Linked DNA regions of Mus musculus: regions 2 and 3 are each linked to region 1. Evidence: chromatin contacts called from public promoter capture Hi-C data. All regions are on one chromosome and are shown on one strand. The core of a region is the stretch at or near the end of the contact, and the rest is flanking DNA. Distances in the headings are between cores, read along the strand shown.

What was found. Promoter capture Hi-C pulls out the DNA fragments that hold promoters and counts their contacts. Capture Hi-C pulls out chosen DNA fragments and counts their contacts.
Region 2: a contact with region 1 is called in a promoter capture Hi-C map of pre-B cells, with 6 times the contacts expected there. The contact joins the promoter of Tdg here to the promoter of Tmem263 in region 1. A contact is called at or near these places in 3 of 39 promoter capture datasets (the C10 cell line, cranial neural crest and pre-B cells), 1 of 484 Hi-C or Micro-C datasets (muscle stem cells) and 1 of 9 other capture datasets (adipose tissue).
Region 3: a contact with region 1 is called in a promoter capture Hi-C map of adipose tissue, with 4 times the contacts expected there. The contact joins the promoter of Nfyb here to the promoter of Tmem263 in region 1. A contact is called at or near these places in 4 of 39 promoter capture datasets (3T3-L1-derived adipocytes, hippocampal neurons, liver and 1 more) and 1 of 9 other capture datasets (adipose tissue).

Annotation. Positions count from the first base shown.
Region 1 is chr10:85,101,120-85,104,221 of GRCm38.p6, forward strand. It overlaps Tmem263 (transmembrane protein 263), which reads left to right and starts at 1,508. Exons shown (of 3, transcript NM_001013028.2): 1 at 1,508-1,878. It overlaps Fhl4 (four and a half LIM domains 4), which reads right to left and starts at 1,376. Exons shown (of 2, transcript NM_010214.4): 1 at 1,177-1,376.
Region 2 is chr10:82,628,425-82,631,526 of GRCm38.p6, forward strand. Tdg (thymine DNA glycosylase) reads left to right here and starts at 1,414. Exons shown (of 10, transcript NM_172552.4): 1 at 1,414-1,614. The coding sequence starts at 1,592.
Region 3 is chr10:82,762,646-82,765,747 of GRCm38.p6, forward strand. Nfyb (nuclear transcription factor-Y beta) reads right to left here and starts at 1,496. Exons shown (of 8, transcript NM_010914.2): 1 at 1,359-1,496. It also overlaps a transcript of Hcfc2 not described here.

The DNA of each region.
Region 1 (3,102 bases), core at 258-2,757:
TCTATAAGAAATACTGGACTACCTGTACTTGTAGGTTCAGAAGGAGCCAAAAGCTCCCTGGTACCTTCATTGGTTTATGAAACAGAATATACCACTGCTTTGAATTATAGCCTTAATTACTAGCAAAACTGTAAGTCAATTTGGAAAGAAAGTTATAAAGTTCTGCATTGTAATTTTGCCCAGGGTTCAATCTTGAAATCACCTATTAAAATCCTATTAAGAATTCAGGAGTCTATGACAATAAAAGATTGGTACTCAGTTAATACCACAGTTCAAACTCTCCTAATCATCATTCTCTTTTAGTTCTGTAAAACAAGATTATCATAATTTCAGCACAGTGATCTGAATGGACTTAATTCATCGATTTGATAACGGTTAAGCTCTAGTTCATTCTATTTAAGAACTGAACCAAGGTTAGCTCCCTCTCAGGATTTTTTGTTGTTGCTGTTAGCATCCCTTTTCTGAGACTTGATAAACACTTGCTATCCAGTTACACCACGCTGATTACTTTCATTTAAAAATTGAGGTCCCCTGTCCTGTGTATGTTTCCACTTGATAACTAGGTCGTGAAAAGAAAAAAAATCTCACGTTTTGGTATAATTTCTCAGTAAAGCCCCCTTACACCCACAGTCTCTCTTCTTATCTTTCCCAAAAGTGTAGGGTGGACTTATTGTCATTTTTATCTTAAAGATGTTGAGAGTCAAGGAAAAGCTAATAGCAATTATCTAGTCAGGTAGCCATTTCGTCACGTCTCTGCTTCCTCCTCACAGCCTTCCTAGGCAGCTATCACAAGCCCCCTTGGAAGCTCACTGTCCTGTTTCCCATCTGAAGCAGAGGCAACGCTGAACCCAGAGGACTTCCCAGACAGCATCTTCTTAGGCTGCTCAATACTTTACAGGACCCCACCAGGGATCCCCCCTCCCCCCAAGGCTGGCAAGAACGTGGAGGGGCCCTGACGAAGCCCTAGTTAGGAAGTGACAGTTTTCCTCCCTCTCCAGTTCAATTCTCACATCGATGAACCAACCTTCTTTCGCTACCAAAATTCAAGGCCCCCTGAAAGGCCTTGGGCATCCGCTGTGTGATGAGGGCGAACCTGACATGTTTACGCTCAAGGACTCCAGGTGGACCAACAACAACAACAAAAACCCCACACAAATTAGCAAGGCCTCGCCTCACCCTATCACTCGGTGACACAGGCTCGCAGAGCGCCCTGGGGAGAGCGACTGACAGAGGCCCTGCCCGTCACTCCCTTAGGGCAGCAGCTAAAGGTTGAAGCCCCTGGGCGAAGGAGAGGGAGACACCGGCGAGCATGCCGCCCTCCTCAGGGGAGAAGTTCTAAACCCCCATAACCGTTAGTTCCCTCGAGCCCGGAGAGTGGCCGAAGACTCGGGCGAGGCCGGAGGCGCGCGCCTCGCCGGGGCAGCGCCCCCTCGCCTGCTCTGATTGGGTGGCCGGGGCGGAGGGGGCGGGGAGACCCTCCGGATGAGGCGCGCGCGCAGGCTGGCCGGGGGCTGCTGGGAGGGCTGCGCGCGCCGAGCGACCGGTGGGCGCGGGAGGTGGGGGGGCGGAGGGCCGGGGGCGCGAGTGCGCGTGCGCGTCGGAACCCGAGGCGCGGGAGGAGGCGGGAGCTCCGGAGGCTGCGGAGGGGGCGGGTCGCGTCAGGCGCCACGTCCGCAGCCAGAAGCCGCCGCTGCCGCCGCCGCCGCCTCGCACCGACCTCGCACCGAGAGTCTTCCGACTTCTGAGCCGGAGAAGAGCATCTAGGTCGCGTAAGCCACTCCCGGGCCGCATCAGGGCCTCTGCTGCCCCGGCCGCTTCTGCTGTTCTCCGTGCCACCGCTCCCTCCGCCCGGCCGCAGCTCCCGGCCTCGACCCCGCGGTGAGTGAGTGTGTCCCATGGCTGGGGCGGGGGCGGGAGGGTGTCGTCGGCCTGAGTGGCCGCACTCCGGGCCCTTTCCCGTTAGCCTCATCTGCACCTCACCTGCACGACCCCGGGGCCTGGCCGCTCCAGCCTGGCCCTTTGCGGGGGGACACTGAACGGGAGGGGGATGGGCGGGAGTCGTTGGGGGGCGTACGGAGGTATGGGGTTACCCCAGTGGGTCCACGAGTTTGTGGACGCGGTGTCTGCAGTTGAAGGGAGTCGCTCTGGAAGCCTGGGTCTGACCTCTTGCCTTGAGTGTCAGGCTGGTGCGGAGGAGGAGATGGGGCATCCGAGGAGGAGCCCAGCTTCCTTGCCCCACTTAACTTCTGACCTGTTGATAAACGGTCCCGGTGGGTTCAAGTACACAGGGCTTGGCTCCAAGCGGAGATTCCCGCTGCTCTTCCTAAATCGGGAACTCCACTCCCACGCCTGTTCTAAGCCCGCAGGTGTGGGAATGAAGAGGGGCGCTGGCAGTGTCAAGGAGTGACTGGGGAGCAGGGGGGAAGGAGTCCTGGAGCAGCCGCCAGTGCAGTCACTGCCGACCCCAAGCTCAATCCAAAACCGAGCCTGCCATGCACAAGCAGCATCTAGTCTAGCCCCGGAGCTGCCACTCGGGATCAAGTTGGATCGTCTCTCTTAAGCCCGTCTTATATTGGAATTCCGCAGGAACTAGGGTGTGCTGGATGGACAACGAAGGGGCGGAGGAAGGAGGTGTCCAAGCCAGCACCAGCCTCTAGGGTCATTTTCTGCCTCTCCTGCCACGTCACTGCTCTGCTCAGGGGAAAAAAAAAAAGACTTGCTTGTGCCTAAAGGTGGATCAATGAGGGGGAGCTAGGGCTGCTGGGAAGAGTTAGAAACACCTAGACTAGGAAGCGAAATCTTACTTGATTGTGTCTTTTGTATCTTGTGAACGCTACTAATCCAAAAGGAAACATTGTGGGTATTTGTATCTGCTATTGGTTAGTGCTTAAAACTTCTAGTTGTTGCCGCTCAAGGGCTATCACACTAACAGGTAAGTATGTTTCCATTCTTGCTTTAGCAACGCTTAATACACATCTGCTTTCATTTTTCACTTTCATTTTTTTTTGTATAGCAGCACTTATACCAGAAACTAAGTTCAATGAAAGCATCATTCGAAAAAAGTTCAATGAAAACATCATTCGAAAAGTTTAATTGATTTTA
Region 2 (3,102 bases), core at 164-2,663, 2.5 Mb before region 1:
CTGAGTTCAAATCCCAGCAACCACATAGTGGCTCACAACCATCTGTAATGAGATCTGACTGCTCTCTTCTGGAGTGTCTGAAGACAGCTACAGTGTACTCACATAAATAAATAAATAAATAAATAAATCTAAAAAAAAAAAACAAACAAACTCTTAGAACCTCCGAAAGTCAAGTATGGTGATACATGCCCTGTAATCCCAGTCAGTATGCAAGAGAGTGAACAGGAGACTTGCCTCAGGTTGAGGCCAGCCTGGACTACAGCTGCAAAGCTCTAAGCCAAGTCAGGGGTACACAGTTTTGTAATTATCTCAAAAACCAAAAGAACCTCCGAGAAATCGAGGTGAGATTGCTGTCTAAGGTTCTAAAGCAGAGATGCATCTAGCATCTAGGCGAGTGTTTGTCCATCTCCAACGTAGACAACTGTTTATGGAAATCTTTGTAATCTACCAAGAGCTTCCCCTTACAGATTAGTAAACTGAGGCCCAAACATTGGTGGCTTCCAATCTTAGGTTTTCCAGTTCCAATCAGCCCTACTCCTCATCACAGGAATTGACAAGAAAGACAATTGAAAAGAAAGAATGTTGTTTTGTGTAAGGCACAATATTTATTTATCATTATTATAATTATCATTTTAGTTTTTCACGACGGAGTTTCTCTGTGTAGTATTGCCTGTCCTGAAACTCGCTCTATAAACCAGGCCAGCCTCGAACTTAGTTCTGCCTGCCACTGTCTATGCAAATGCTGGGTCGCCCAGCCAAGACACATAGTTGCGGGGGAGGGGGTGGTTGTTTTCATTTTAATTTAATTAACTTTACGTCCCGTTCACAGCCCCACCCCCACCCAGTCCCACGCTTACAAATCCTGCCCCCTTCTCTTCTCAGAGAAGAGGAAGCCCCACTTGGGTAAGACTCTGGTACATCTAATCTCAGCAAGTGTAGGCACATCCTTTCCCACTGAGGAAACACGCAGTCCTCTTCCCCCAGTCCGCGCTGGGTCCACTGGCAAGGAACAGAGACCTAGACAGCCCCTGTTCCACTTGTAGGGGACTCACACGGACACCAAGCTTCACATTTGCTACAAACGTGTAGAGGGGTCTAGGTCCAGCTCCTGAAAGCTCCCTGGTTGGTAGCTCAGGCTCTGTGAGCCCCAAGTCAGGTAGCTTTTAATCCGCACAAAATTTGAGGTGAAAAGACATGAATTTGCCACCACGCATAATACATCCTAAAGGCCATCACCCTTAACCCACACCTTCAAGGAAACTTAGAGCCCACAAAAGCTGACGTCAGCCGGGCGCTCCCCATCCTCGCCGAGATCCACGTTTCCCGAAAGGCTAAGCGGCGGTCGGGGCGCCCCGAAAAGGACACGCCATTGGCCTGGCCAGCATCACGTGATGGCGAGGCCGCCGGCCTCCTCGGAGGGGGACGGAAGTGCGCTGGGGACTCGCCGCGGTGATGTAGCAGCGTGGGAGGGGCCGAGGCCAGCGCCGTCCATCCACCGGCCGCCCCGATCCTGTGGTGAGTCCGCGCGCTGAGCGGCAGAGCGGGCGCCCGTGGGCTCGGCAGGAGTGGCCGTACCCTCGGCGGCGCCGCCATGGACGCAGAGGCCGCGCGCAGGTAACGCGGGCGCTCGCGGCTGGGGTCGGTCAGGGCCGCGGCCCGCACAAAGGCCGGCTTGCGCGTGCGCAGTGGGGACCTCCCCGCTCCCCACACGTCCCCCCCCCCTCCCAGGTCCGCGCACGTCCTCTGCCTCCCGTACCCGCGAGCTTTAAAAGGTGGTGTGTGCCCGGCCGCAGCCTCCGCCCGCGCGGTTCTTCACCCTCCGTCACCGTGGACTGTAAAGGCGAAGCGGGTACCCTGTGGCCGCGGTTGCTGCGGGGTCCTTCTCATCCTCGCGGGATAGATACTATTGCTGTGGAGTGTGTATAACACGCTAAGAAGTCAATCTGTAGATGTCTTTCATTCTGGGATGGTCTTTAAAATTGTCCCTTAGTGGTAATGGGGATGTCAGGGCGGGCCTGACAAAGTATAGGTTTGGGGATTTAGACTCTTCGCAGAAAGCTAAGAAAAACAAAATGGCAAGGTCTTCGCAGGTAAAAGGAATGGAGATTTAGGTATTAGCCCTGCCTGGCGAAGAATTAGCTTGCCTCTAAGTGGCAAATGGACATTGAACTTAGGCAAGAGATTCTGTCTTCAGCCCGCCTTCCCACTCGACGGCTGTATTATGGTACATCTTTGAGCAGATTGACGGGGGCTGATGGCAGTCCATGGGAGTTGAAATGAAAGTCTGGTTTACCACTCAAAGATCCAAGGGACACTGCAGAAGGGCCTCTACTCACAGGACAGGTAGACCTATCTTAAAGCCTTTACCAACTACAGGGTGCCAGGGACCTGCTGGTGAAAGTGGGAAATATGCCGGCCCAACTTTCAGAGGGGTTTGTAGAACTGATAGGTTGAACTGGAGTCTACATAAATACATGCTGAATGGATGCAATAGTGAATCATTAACAAAAAGAGGCACAATATTACATGTGTGTGTACGTGTGTGTGGTCTGTCTCTCTCTCTCTCTAACCCAAGACTAAATAGTGTGTGTGTGTAAGACCTTGATGTCATACTACTGAAATGATTTAAAAATGAACCCAGATTTTTATTATTATTTGGGAGTGTGTGGTTGGGGATTGAGCCCAGAGCCTCCAGTGTGCTAAGCAAGCTTACCACTGAGTCATGTCCCTCAGCCATCTTCTTACTCGTTATTTTGAAAGGTCTTGCTGTGTTGCCTTGGCTACCCTTGGCTTCACTCTGTAGCTCCGGTGGACCTTAAATTCATGAGCCTCATGCCTCAGCCTCTCAGATGGCTGGGGTTATGGGCCTTTCCTCCCAGGCCCAGCAGGAACTGGAAATTCTGACTAGTCCTAAAGTCTTCCTGCACTCTGCATGTAGGAGCTAACGCACGGGTAAGTGTGCATTCTCCGTGTAGCGCTGTCAGCAGCAGATGTGTATGTGGTGTTCCTTCACGGTCCACACTGCCAGCTCCCTGGAGCTGTGTGTGTTGCAGTAAATATCATTTGGGGGTTTCTACCTCACCTCAGATCATTTAGTTCCCA
Region 3 (3,102 bases), core at 246-2,745, 2.3 Mb before region 1:
GACATTGCTATAATCTTACAAGTAATCTATATTGCCTTCCCATATATGCCCCTTTTCTAGATCCAGAATGTTCCTGTAGCTTTAAAAGGTGTGTTTGAACACTCAAACACTGAAGGTTGGGTATGTGTATGCATCTTGCTTAGAGTGGGAACCGGGGGAGAGCCTTACCAACCCAAATAGTTGCTAAGTATATACTTAGACTTAATCCATTAAGAATATCTCTCTTCATATGGAAAGCATTTTCTTCAGGGCAGGTTATAATCTGTGTAATAGCTCAAGGGAATGCATACATCTGCTTGGTGTTTGAAGAAATGCAAATCTGTATCCAAGAAAAGCAGATTCCCTTCCTCCAACCTCCTTTCTTTGGCATCGACAACCACAGCTTTGCATCGATAGAATCCTTAAATTAAGCTACAAAGAGCAGTGCAGAGGAGGAATCATTTGCCTTTAAAGGAATTCTGGTTAAACTCTCAGTATCTCATCCATAAAGCTCCTATTTATTAATGCCACTACTACTGACCAGTTGAGCCATCACTTTCTGTTACCGATTAGTTTCCTTACTGAGAGCTGAAGCCACTCGGGTGATTTGTGGCACCATCTACAAAAACTAGGGTCTGTGAAGATTAGCGGGATGCCATTTTTTTTAAAGGTCGTCTGCTACCTAACCTTGTCTACATCAAACAGCCCTCTTCTAGACTTTAGGCATGAAAGGATCTGCGGGTGCTCCGTAAATTCTTTGTTCTCGCAGACCCTCCCGCCCCCCCAGCACGGGTGACTGAAACCTCCGTGCAACCTCCAAGGCTCCCTTCCCACCTTCGGGGCAAGTCCGGGGCGAGCCAGGCGCCAGATGGCTGCATGCTGTAGGCGCGGAGCGGGCCGGGGGCCCGCCAGGCCGCTCGTTCCTCGCAGGGACCCGCCGCCTCGGCTCGCAGGTGCCCGGGCGGCCCCGCGGAGCGCATCCCCCCGCCGCCCGTGCCCAACGCCCGCCGCCGGCGGGATGCGGGAGACAAAGCGGCCGCTCCGGGGCGCAGCGTTCCCCGCCCGCCGGCTCCCCGGACAAAATGGAGCCGGCCCGGGGCTGCCGCCGCGAGAGCCCCGCAGCCGCCCGGCCCAGCCCGACCGCGGCTCGCGGCCCCGCGCACAAAGCGCCCGCCGCCCCGCGCCCGGCCCGGCCCGGCCCGGCCCGAAGCACAGCGGCCTCGCCCGGAGGCCCGGCCCGCCCGAAGACTGCGGACTGCGAGTGCCCCCGACCGCCGCGGCGTTGGCGGCGGGGACGGCGCCGGGAGGAGACGGACATTTCATTCGAGCTAAAGTGGAGTCGGTTTAGGAGCGATCATTGGCCGAAGCGAGACACAAACCTCCAATGCAGCCCTGGTTGGCTCCCGTCTCCAATCGGCTGTTTGGTTGGACAGAAAATGGCTGCGAAGGAACCAGTCCCAGCGCGGAGCTCCACTTCCAGGACTCGGCCTCCCCTCCCTCCGCCGCGGGCCGCTTCCCTCTACGTGACACCCTCCCTCCGCGACGCCCGCGCCCGAGGCCACGCCCCGGTCCGCCCCCGGCCCCGCCCCGGAGCCTCTGAGCAAGGCGCGCGGTCCGTAAAAGCGCGCGGGCGGGCTCTGGATGTTCGCTCTTCAGGGCGTCCGAGAGGCCGGCGTTCTCATCCAGAGCTCCACGCGGAAAGGCTTGCTCTGGCTTCTTTCTCCTTCCAGCTCCTCCTTCCCCACTAACCAGCGTCTCGCCCGCCTGAGTTCAGCCCCGGAGGGGATCTACACCTGAGCTACTTTCCAGAATGCTTTAGGCACCTAATGTTTTCTAGGTATCCCTCCAAGCCACCTCAGGCACACAGCGTTCCCTCTCAAGTCACAGTGAACAAAGATGTTAGTTTTTCATTTTAGCACACCATCCCCTTCCTCCAAGTTTAACAGGTAGGCTGTCCCAGCCGACTTCCACCCTGTACCCTGGTGCTGTGTTCTGGTGTTAGGTCTGCCCTACCAAGTTGGCTTACTACCTAAAGTGCTCATTTCCCAACCAGATAACACTGGGCTGCAAAAACTCATGGCCTCTGTGCATTTAAGGCCTTCCCTGTCGGCCTCACTGAAATCTGGATCAAATGTCCCTTGGCTACCATTCTCCCTTGTGGTGGTGATCCAAAATGTCCTGCATGGCCAGCCACTGCAAAGTACTGCAGGATACCTGCACCCAGATAGATGGAAAATTATTGTCCTAGGACTTAACAAGGATAAGTAAGCAAGACTGAAAGTTCTAGGTCAGCCAGAGATACATTAAGACCCTGTCTTTAGAAATAATAGTATGGCTGGGTCAGGCAGGTGCACGCCTTTAATTCCAAGACAAGGGAGGCAAATCTCAAGGCCAGCCTGGTCTACAGAGTGAGTTCCAGTACACCAAGGCTACACAGAGAAACCCTGTCTGAAGAAACAGAAACTGTAGTAGTAATAATTATAGAAGGCCCTGGTGTTGTGGCTTATGCCTTTTAAACCCATGACTGGGGAGACACAAACAGGAAGATTGGAAATTCCAGACCATCTTGGGCTCCCTAGTGTGTGTGTTCACGTCCAGCCTGGGCTACATAATCGGACTGTATCTCAAAAAAAGAAAAAAAGGTGTTTGGGTGTATATTCCATATAAGTATGTGCATAAAGTATACAGAAAGATTGAAATATGTTATTTATTGATATCCCGCTGTGTCTAGAATAAATAAATATTTCTCAGGTAAATAAGGAAGCAAGAACAAATGAGTCTTTCTCGGTTATTTCAAGAGGAGTTAGGAGCACCACCACCTGAATCTACCAAATTCTAGGACACCCTCCTCTTCCTCTCCCTTCTTCTCTTGTTTTGGTTTTGTTTGTTTGTTTGTTTGTTTGTTTGTTCCAAGGCAGGATGTCTCTGTGTAGCCCTGGCTGTCCTGGATTTCACTCTGTAGACCAGGCTAGCCTCAAACTCACAGTTCTGCCTACCTCTGCCTCCCCAATGCTGGGACTAAAGGAGTGAACCACCACCACCTGTGGGCCCAGGACCCCTTCTTACTAGCCAGATTTACCACTCTGTTATTTCCTTTTAAAAAAAATTAAAGATTTATCTATT